Linked DNA regions of Rattus norvegicus: region 1 is linked to region 2. The links are chromatin contacts, called in public Hi-C maps. All regions are on one chromosome and are shown on one strand. The core of a region is the stretch at or near the end of the contact, and the rest is flanking DNA. Distances in the headings are between cores, read along the strand shown.

Region 1 (5,037 bases), core at 1,887-4,386, 57 kb before region 2:
TATTGATGGAGCTGCTTCTACTTCCGTGGCCCCTGTAAATAGTGTCACACAGACGGCTGGCATGATTATATTATTAAGATTCTGGTCTCATTTTTTTCCCCAGCTGGGACTATAACCAAAAGCTTTACACTGATTAGGCAAGTGCTCTACAATCGAGACACATCCCTAATCCTCATTTTTAAATTGTTATTTTGATATTAGGTCTAACTAAATTGCCCAGGCTGGCTGGTTAGGTGGCTGTTCTCCTGCCTCAACTTTCCCTAGAGGTTGAGACAACATACAAGTGAGGACATGCCCAAGCTCGATGATTTTTTGATATGAACCCAGAAGTTGAAATAATGCACAGGTTAATGTTTCACTGAGTACAGATGCCAAAACCCTTAACACTGGCAATGGAATTCATAGCACGCTGTCATTCACCATGGCCAAGGAGGTGGCATCCCTGGAGTGGCAGGATGTTTCTGTGATATGCATATCAGCTTGTGTCCCACATGAACAGAATAAAACCATACAACCATCTCCATAGACAGAGGTGTTTGATAAAAATCAATGTTCTCTGTGGTAAAAAGGAATCCTTGGAGTCTGAGTTAGCAAAGCAAGCTCATTAGACAGGAGGAAGGGGGACAGGCCACACTGCCTAGCTTCGCAGGGATAGAAAGCTGCAGTCATCCAAGCAGCATGGCGCTGCCATGAAAACAGGCAGGCCAGCCAAAGGACAGGACAGTCTAGACCAGACCCACACATGGATGTCCACTTAGTATTTGACAAAGGGATGGAGAGCACATGGGGGAAAGTATGACTTCAATAAAGTTGCTGGGGACACTGGAAATCTACATGCAAAAGAAGGACTTGAATTCTGATTTCATGTGATCTATAAAAATTTACTCTAAGTAGTTAGAGGTGAACGTAAGACTGGAAACTAAAATACTAGCAGAGAACACGGGAAGAGGCTTCGTGAACAGTCTAGGCAGTAACTTTGAATATGATCCTGGGAACACATATCAAAAAGCAAAAGCATACAAATGGAGTCACATCAACGTACAGTGCTTCTGCAGCAAAGGGAACGGCAGAGGGTGAAGTGACGGCGTACAGAACAGACAGTTGCCTGCACACTACACATGGCACAAGGGGCTGCACGGCAAGAGACAAACACCTTACTTAAAAATGGCAAAGAACAAGGCAGCCATTCTTCAAAGACAGCCAATAGCCAGGCAGTGTTTGAAGAAGTGTCTAGCATCACTAATTGTCAGGGAAAAGTGCATAAAACCACAGTGCACCATCACACCACACCTGTTAGAGATGGCTTTACCAAAAATACAAACGGTAACAAACATTGCTTAAAGTTCAAGGAAGGGCAACGCTTGCATGCTGTTGGGGAAAGGTAACTGAAGCCATCTCTACACACAACACTGTGGTGTCTCCTCTAAAATGGAAGACAGATATGCCAGCAAGACTACTGAGTGGTATTTAGCTAAGAGATGACGTTAGAACCTCAGGGTGAAGGGCTGGAGAGATGGCTCAGCGGTTGAGAGCACTGACTGCTCTTCCAGAGGTCCTGAGTTCAAATCCCAGCAACCACATGGTGGCTCACAACCATCTGTAATGCGATCTGATGCCTTCTTCTGGTTTCTGAAGACAGCTACAGTGTACTTATATATAATAATAAATAAATAAATCTTTAAAAAAAAAAGAACCTCAGGGTGATAACTACAGTCTACACGCACTATGGCTTAACTCGAGGTATAGAACCAACCCATGTAGCTTCTTCTTTTTAGTGATCGATTTATTTTTATTTTATATGCATTTGGTGTTTTGCTTGCATGCATGTGTGTGTGAGGGTGTCAGGTCCCTGGAGCTGGAGTTGCCATATGTGGGTGCTAGGAATTCAATCTGGGTCCTCTGGGAGAGCAGCCAGTGCTCTTAACTGCTAAGCCATCTCTCCGGCCCCCAGTCTATGTCTCTTTTGCTAGATGAATGCATAAAGAGAGGATACAGTGCATGCACAATGGGATGTTAATCATTCTCAACAAAGGACAGCCTGCTGTTTGCAACCACATGGATGAGCCCAGGAGGCTGTCTGCTATGTAAAATAAACTAGGCATGAAAGACAAATGCCACATGATGTCACTTAAATGTGGAATCGACAAAACACACTAAACTCATACAAGCAGAGAGCACAGTGGTAGCTGCCAGGGATCAGGAGGCAAGACAGGGAGGGGAAAATAAAATCTTTAAAAAACAGGGGAGTGGGAGCTGGGGGGATGGTACAGAGGTTAAGAGCACTGACTGCTCTTGCAGAGGTCCTAAATTTAATTCCCAGCAACCACATGGTGGCTCACAACCATCTGTAATGGGATCTGATGCCCTCTTCTGGTGTGCATGAAGACAGCTACAGTGTAGTCAAATACATAAAATAAATAAGTAAAATCTTTAAAAAAAAAAAAAAAGACAGGGGGGGCGATATTGGCGAAAAGGTTCTGAAGCTTCTGTTTTGGACAAGTAAGTTCTGAAGAGCTAGTAAGCATTATGGACCGCATCCTGCAAACTGTGTGACATACTTGAAATCTGCTAAGAGAATAGGTCTAAATGCTCGAATCACACATAAGAAAGAGATAGCTTAGTTAACTGATGTATGCATTAATTAGCTTGACTATGGTCATATATCTTACAATGTATACAGACAGGAAAATGTCAAACCATACATTATGAATATATGCCATTTAAATTTATCAACTATACCTTACTGATGCTGAGGGAAAAGCACATGTCAGAAAGTAGGCAAATGTGTGAAGGCAGTCTAACCACTAGTGCCATTCAAGGAGCTCATATGAGGCAGGCGTGTAATATCCACACTTAAAAGACAGGGCTCACAGATACAGATACATATGACCTCGAGATTAGCCTGGTCTACACAGGCCCAGTCAGAGCCACACATGAGATCCTGTCTCACACAAGCAGATAGATCTCAAGTGGTCACAATAGTAAACATTATGTTTTCTTATTTTGCAAAAGGCTAAGCCAACTATTAGTGGAATAAGAATGATGACTGGTTCTAACTGGATGGGCGCCAAGGTAGGCTAGGACTACTGCAGATTACAACCAGCCGGGGTTTAGGGACACAGACGTGGCTTCTGTGAGGACACTGGGAGGATACAGAGGGTGTATAGAGAACAGCAAGGGTGTGTCGGTGGGGAGAGGTAGACAGAGCCAGGCAGGACAAAGCTTTCATTCACAAGAGAGGCTCAGTCTTTACCCCAGTAAAGCGAAACCAAGAGAAGGTCTTGAGGGAGCCAGGGGAGCCAGAAAGCGCCAAGGAGAGAAGAGACTATAGCCCCTGCCTTGGGCATGGTGAACTGGGCAGGGGTAGCACAAACCCAAGGCAGAAGAACAGAAGGATGGAGAAAATAGAAGCAGATGCATTAAGTATGGATACGAAAGGAGAGTGTGAGGAGAAGGTGTCACGCCATGTGAGATTCCCCACAAAAAGACTCCAGGCTGGAGAAGCAGAGGGGCCCTGTGTGTAACAGGTCTGAGAGGAATGTGGGAACAACCAGCTTCACTGTTGTTGAACTAAGTTCTTCCAGGCTGTGCCTACCCACACCTATAATACAGGCTGCTCTTTGGCCCCTGAAGGACTTCCAAGGCCTCACCCCACCATGTAGATCCTTAGCTAACAATAAGTACATCTGTCCATTCTGTCTCCCCTCAGAAATTTGGTAAAACAAATGGTTGTTACTCCATCTTGTTTTTCTTTTAAAAAGTCAGGCAAGCCACAGTATCTTGGCTTCTCCGTACAGTTTCTACTTCACGAATCCTAAGTAAATTCATTATTCTCATTTCTAAGCCTTCCACCTTCGCCTCTGGACCCTGACCAAGAATGAGATTTCATCATGGAAAAGCTCAGCATTGGCAGGAACAGAGCAGGCTGGCTGCTTTTCTGCACACACAGATGATGGTTGGCACCAACAAACCTCATTCTTGTTCTTTGCGGTAGCATCGCACTTGCTGTTCTCCGGCTTCTGCAGATGCTCCCACCGTCCTCCCTGGTCAAAAGTGATCATGCTCTGAATGGAATTATCTAAATGGGGAAAGAGTAACGTAAGCCCAGTGCATTGAAGAAAGAGTGATGTAAGCCCACCCCACTGGAGGCTACTACTCCAGTCAGCCAGCTACAATGGAACTGCTCTTCAGAAACTCCAACCATCCATCCATCCACCCATCATCCATCCATCTCTCCATCCACCCATCCATCCATCCATCATCCATCCCTCCCTCCCTCCCTCCATCATCCACTCATCCATTCATCCATCATCCACCCATCCATCCAATCTCTCCATCTACCCATCATCTATCCATCTCTCCACCCATCCATCCATCATCCATCCATCCATCCATCCATCTATCATCCATCCATCATCCACTCATCCATTCATCCATCATCCATCCATCCATCATCCATCCATCATCCATCCATCATCCAGCCATCCATTCATTCATCCATCCTTCCCTCCCTCCATCCCTCCCTCCCTTCATCATCCATCCATCCACCCATCCACCCATCCACTCATCCATCCATCCATCCATCCATCATCCACTCATCCACTCATCCATCCATCCATCCATTCATCCATCATCCACTCATCCATCCATCCATCCATCCATCCATGTTTACATATAAATGCATATTCTGTGTTGAGCACATTTCCCTTCGTGCCCTCCCCTTCTTACCCACTCCTCTGACTGTGGAACCCCATCTTAACACCTTACGCAGTAGCTCAGCACTGGTGACTATCAGGCCAGAAGAAGGTGTACCACTTGAACAGGATGTCCCAGCCAACCACCAGGAACTGTTGCTACTGAGAAACCCCAAAGCTCTCTCTTATGCTGTAATTTGGATCTCAAAGTCCTTCCTCATTGCCACTGCCCGGGTAGTCACAGCTTGGGTGCCAGACTGAGATTAGGCCAATAAGAGGAAGTTCCGTCACGGGCTGTGTCCATGAAGGGACGTCAGGGTCTTTCTCTTCCAATATCTGAGGC
Region 2 (5,268 bases), core at 1,539-4,038:
CCTCCCACCCCATCTTTGGGCCCTTGGAAAGCATTCACATACGCTCAGGTAGAACAGGAAAAGAACAGTAAGCTGTGAGGAATAAGAAATAAAAACTTCTGGGTTGGGGATTTAGCTCAGTGGTAGAGCGCTTGCCTAGCAAGCGCAAGGCCCTGGGTTCGGTCCCCAGCTCTGGGAAAAAAAAAAAAAAAAAAAAAAAGAAATAAAAACTTCTGCTTTTGGGGGAGAGGCGGATTGGATCCTTTCATATTATGTAGGAAAAAAAGTTACCCCAAAGAACACCTACTTCAGCTGTCTGAAAACACACACAGCCTCTGACAATAAGTAAATAAGTCGTGTGTTGCTGCTGCTTTTTTTCACCCCTGTTTGTTACAAAGGGTCCCGAAACACCAGATCTCTTCAGTCCGGTGCACGGTGATGAATTGTGACACCTGAAAAACAACAGAGTACTTCCCAGTTTCTGAGAGGAAACAGAACCTTCGAAAACTGACGCAATGACTTCTAGGCTGAAGGCTCCACTTTTTTTTCCCCCCAGCTACAAAAAGGATGAACTGTCTTTTAAGACAGTCCTATGGATGGATAACAACTGGGAGAGGGGGCAGTTATTTTAAATAAAGACTGAAGGCGGGCGGGCGGGCGTGTGTGTGTGTGTGTGTGTGTGTGTGTGTGTGTGTGTGTGTACCTAACAAGCTGTAACTAAGTAAACTAGAGAAAGTCCTTTGCAGATGAACTTCAAAGAAGAACCAGGTTTCTTCACCTCTTTCTTTGGAACTGGTGCATTATGGGTGACATTCAACCAGGAACTGTTGCAGATTGCAGATGGGTCATCCAGCAAGAGAAGAGTTGAAGGATGCTGGGGCTTGCTGGGCAAGGATGCTATGGGATGATTTAGTAAATCCTTTCTCAACACCCTACTGAAGGAAAGAGGTCTACACAATTTTTGTTTTCATTAAATAGGAAGACTTTCCAGTACTCATTCCACTCTCTCTGATTCTCCAATCAGAGAGAGTCACAACTAACAAGTATGGCTCTCAAAGCCCAAGGGGACACTGAGATTTGGGGGACACCGAGACGGAATGTAAACAAAGAACAGTACAGAACTCCAGCCACCCCCGTCCACCTCCTCGGACATTTTCTCTTTGGAACAAAAGAAAAGACAGAACACAGAAAATACATGGAACTGAAAATGTCTTTCCCATACGTGGGTTGCAATAATTGTTAATTTTAGAAAGAAATAAGGGGGGGGGGGAGGAAGATGTCCTAGTTGCACCAAAACCAAGACTTTCCTAACAATTTCTCAACACGGCAATGTGTCAAGGTTCAGATACTTATGCCCAAAACAGAAGCACCACAACTTTGAAAGCCTCGACAAGAGCAGGCTTAAGGTGAACTATCTGCAGAATGTTCATAGTTATCAGAAATTAGGACAGGATAGAGAGGTCCCAGTAAGGGCTCAACACAAGGTTGGAAGTCAGTTTTGAAGGAGTGAGACAGATCACAGGATCTCAGTTGGCCGCAGGTCACACACAGAAGCCAATACCAGTTTTTGTGCAAAGAACATATGTCAACTTACGAGGAAACAAAGCACACTGGAGCCTATCTCCAGGATGGGTCTGGAGCAAAGGAATGTAAAGAGCCTGCAGTGCTCAGAGAGGGCTGACTGGTTACAGCCCAGACTCTTGTTTGTGACAGTAGGCAACTCTGTGAAGCCATTAGACAGAACTTCTGGATAATTCTGGCTGTTCTGCAACTGCTTCTAATCTAGGTCCTGGGAGCCGTTTTCTGTTCTCTGGGTTCTGCACACAGGATTTCGGTTCGTAATGCCTCTCAAGGTCGTTTTGGGTCAGGTGAGAGGGTTCTGAGCCTGCACCCTAAGAAAACATCTTGAACCATTTTTATTTTTTAGGGAGCAGCGGAGATGTCATTTCACGGTTGGGTTTCAATGTCATTTTTGTTTCCGTACGTGTTCCTTTAACTATGGATACACAAACCGTGACCTAACAACTGCTGTGGGAATTCTGGACGCCAGCCTTATCACCCCAAAAGTACCGAGCCAGGGAAGGCACACCTCTGCTTCTGAGCAGCCCAACTTCTGCGATCACTCAAGGGGTAATTATGCCTCCAGTTTCCTGGTAGGTACCAGCGTTGGTGGACCCAATGTTCTATATGCGGGGTGGGGGTTGGGGGCAAATGGGGATGATCAGGAGATTCTGACAACTTAAGAAGCAGAAGCAAAGAATGCGGCGAGTCAAAGTCTCAGATTGCCTCGGCTATGACGACACACAGCCCCGCGGGCCGCAGCCACCCTGGCCCCCGCCGCCCCCGCGCCTCGCCGCCCTCCGCAGCTGGGGTCTCGCGCTAGCCTCCTAGCTTGCAGCGGGAGCGGAGCGGCGGCCCGGGACCGCGCGGGCCGGGAGGGGCGACCCAATGGGGGGGAAGGGGGCACCGAGACCTCGCGCGCTCACCTGGTGCGTATTGTTGGTCAGCTTGGCGATGAAGTCCGGGAGGCGGCCGCAGTCCTGATCCTCTGCAGGCGCGCCGCGGCGCCAACGGCCAGCGCGGGGGACAGGGCCCCCGGGCGCGGCGGCGCGCAGCCCCCAGCTCACCCCGACCGGACCGGCCCAGCGCAGCAGAGGAGGCGCGGGAGGCGGCGGCGCGTCCAGCCGGTCCTGGCCGACGGCGGCTGGCGGCAGCAGCTGCAGGAGCAGGAGGAGGCCAAGGGGCCAGCGCAAAAGGCCGTCCGCAGCTCCCCGGGGCCGCTCCATCGCCGCCGAATGCAGACGCCGCTGACACCTGCCACCCGGCGCGCCCGCCCACCCCCGCCGGCGCTGCGCCACACCCCCGAGCTCGGCCTGGCGCTGCTTGGATACGCGCAGCCGGGCCTCTCCACCCCCATAGGCTGGCCGCCTGTCCTTCTTCCCCGGCCCACTCCTCATTGGCTCGCGTCGCCTCCGGCTTCGGGGGTCCTGGATTCGGATGCCAAGATGCGGGACTGATTGGCTGGAACGTGGCAGGGACGGCTGAGGTCATTCCCCACCGTCGCTCGGCGTCTGCGGGCTGGGCTCCCGGAGTTGGCCTAGGGGTTACCCCTCTCCCCTCCCCGTTCAGCCTGCGAGTTCGCAGCGCCTCCTGAGACCCTCCGGTTAAGATTGGGTCACGTTGCCTTCTCCTCCCCCCACAACCCACCCAAACGCTCTTAAAAATTTCCTTCGTTGGAAACTGCTCCTGGAAAAGCCAGGGAATCCCTGAACTACTCTCAGTTGGAAAGGGGGCTCCGACTTAAACTGGTACAGCAGGATTTTAACTCTGGCTCGCCCATTGTCTGCTGAAGGAGCCAAGGAGGGGAATGCGAAAATCCTATGGGACCAATGAACATCTTTACACCCGTGACTCATGGAAGCCGCTGAAATCTTTCCAACGTGTTTGGCCTCAGTCACCTTCCTCATCTGCAGGGAGGCAGTCCAGAGACGAAATTACTTATTGGCTTTCCTGGACTTGGAAATGTAGGTAGCTTTGCCACCAAGAGTAGGTATATTAAAGGTATGCCTAAAGCCTGCTTTCGATCATTTCAGTACAGGCACACTGTGATTTTAGTTACCTAAAAGCACCCTTAACCCTGAGTGAGTGCATCGCACCAATTCCTTCTCTGAATATGATGCCTCCTAAATTAGTACCCCACCTCCAGTAAATAAACCCGCCACTGTTTCCTACACTGCAGAAGCTGCTCGCACAACTTTTAGAACATGCAGTGCTGGTAAAACCAGTTCTAAATCCTCAACTTCACTCCGCCTCTTCCCAACATTTCAAGTTGTTCAGTGGGAACGCACGAAACCAGATAAAAAGATTCAAAGTTTGCAAAATGTTATTAACAGAGTGAAAGCAACTGGAAGTTACTTTTAACTTTAACAGTAAAACGAGTGTTTTACTGTATAACAAAATGGTAAGTCCTCCTTCCATATGTACCTGGAATGGTACAAACAAAACTATTCACATATTTAGGGCTTTTTCCTCTCCCCAAAACCACAGTAAGAAGTGAGATGTGAAGCTTTAGAATGCCAAGCAGGATGGCAAATCAACAGAAAAGTCCTCCCGTTTCTGAACTACTGAACAAGATGAAAACCGATGAATGTGTTTCTTTCCAGAAATATAAACGCCACATTATTTTTTTAAGCACAACTTATTTCTAATTCGTGCCAAGTATGGATTAGATCACAAGGCAGTCAGTTACAGTAGCATGTGACCAGTTACGGAGAGTAAAAAGGGGGCTACAAAGGAATATTTCTTTGTTTGGGTGACAAAGATGAATGGTCTATTGTCTTACTATGAGGAAAGAAGAAAGCTAACTCAACAGTGCCACCTGCTGGAGAAACTACCAGATGCATCTTTTAGCCATTTAGTACAATTCAGGTTTTTGTCGGTTTGTAAGTGGGAAGGAAGTCTTTCTGTAACCCAGGGGCTTAAAATCTTTTGATCCTCCTTCACCAGCTTCCCAAGTTCTGGAACTACAGGTATGTGCTAACACTCCTGGCTCAACTGCACTTTTTAATGTGTTGTTTTAGATATATTCTTAACAGTATCCTGGAGTTTCCTCAAACTGATGATTTACCAGCAACGTTTTTTTTTTTTTTTCCAACACCAGTTATTAACTCCAGAATCTTACTCATACTGGGCAAACGCTGTACTTCTGCATTGGAAATGTGAAATACTATACATGATATCTTACTTTGCCTCCAGGAGTATGTAAATCTTACAAATATGTAAAGTTACTAAAAACTGTATTTCCCCCGAATTTATTTGTCACAAAAATACTGAGTCAATTATGTATGTAGATCATTCCTTGAACACAAGTAACCTTAGCATTTAAAGAAAAGTAAACATCTCTGAATTCTGCACATTGTAATTAGAGCAGAAAATGATACTTATGTTATCTCAGTTATAAAGTACAGACACACTGACAGCAATAGGAGGAGGAACTGTAAGCTGGGAGCATTACACTGTGTTTTTACTTTGCTTTTTCCTCTGTATATTCGTGAATGACACACCTCTTCAAATCGAGGTATTCTTTTCCATATCTGCATTAATTTATAGCATTAAAAACAGTACTGGACCTGGAGCAATGGCTCAGCAGTTAAGAGCTTACAGAAGACCCAGGTTTAGATCCCAGCACCCACATGGCAGCTCACCACCACCTGTAACTCCAGTTCCAGGGAATCCAATGCATTCTTCTGACCTCCTCAGGCTCCTCATATATACTTAGGTACATGTGTA

What was found. A called contact is a pair of places that touch in the nucleus more often than the background predicts.
Region 1: a Hi-C map of Schwann cells shows a contact between it and region 2, with 4 times the contacts expected there. The contact joins the enhancer-like site here to the promoter of Sort1 in region 2. A contact is called at or near these places in 4 of 12 Hi-C or Micro-C datasets (the A7r5 cell line, Schwann cells, kidney and 1 more).

Annotation. Positions count from the first base shown.
Region 1 is chr2:198,667,995-198,673,031 of GRCr8, reverse strand. It overlaps Sort1 (sortilin 1), which reads right to left. Exons shown (of 20, transcript NM_031767.1): 11 at 3,972-4,078. Among named protein-coding and RNA genes, the nearest start is that of Mybphl, 23 kb to the left of the region's middle. Within about 2 kb of position 3,136, at least 14 of the 93 cell types and tissues checked have an H3K27ac peak or open chromatin away from gene starts, as enhancers often do. A contact at or near this core is called in Schwann cells, where this site is marked.
Region 2 is chr2:198,610,015-198,615,282 of GRCr8, reverse strand. Sort1 (sortilin 1) reads right to left here and starts at 2,788. Exons shown (of 20, transcript NM_031767.1): 1 at 2,466-2,788. The coding sequence starts at 2,765.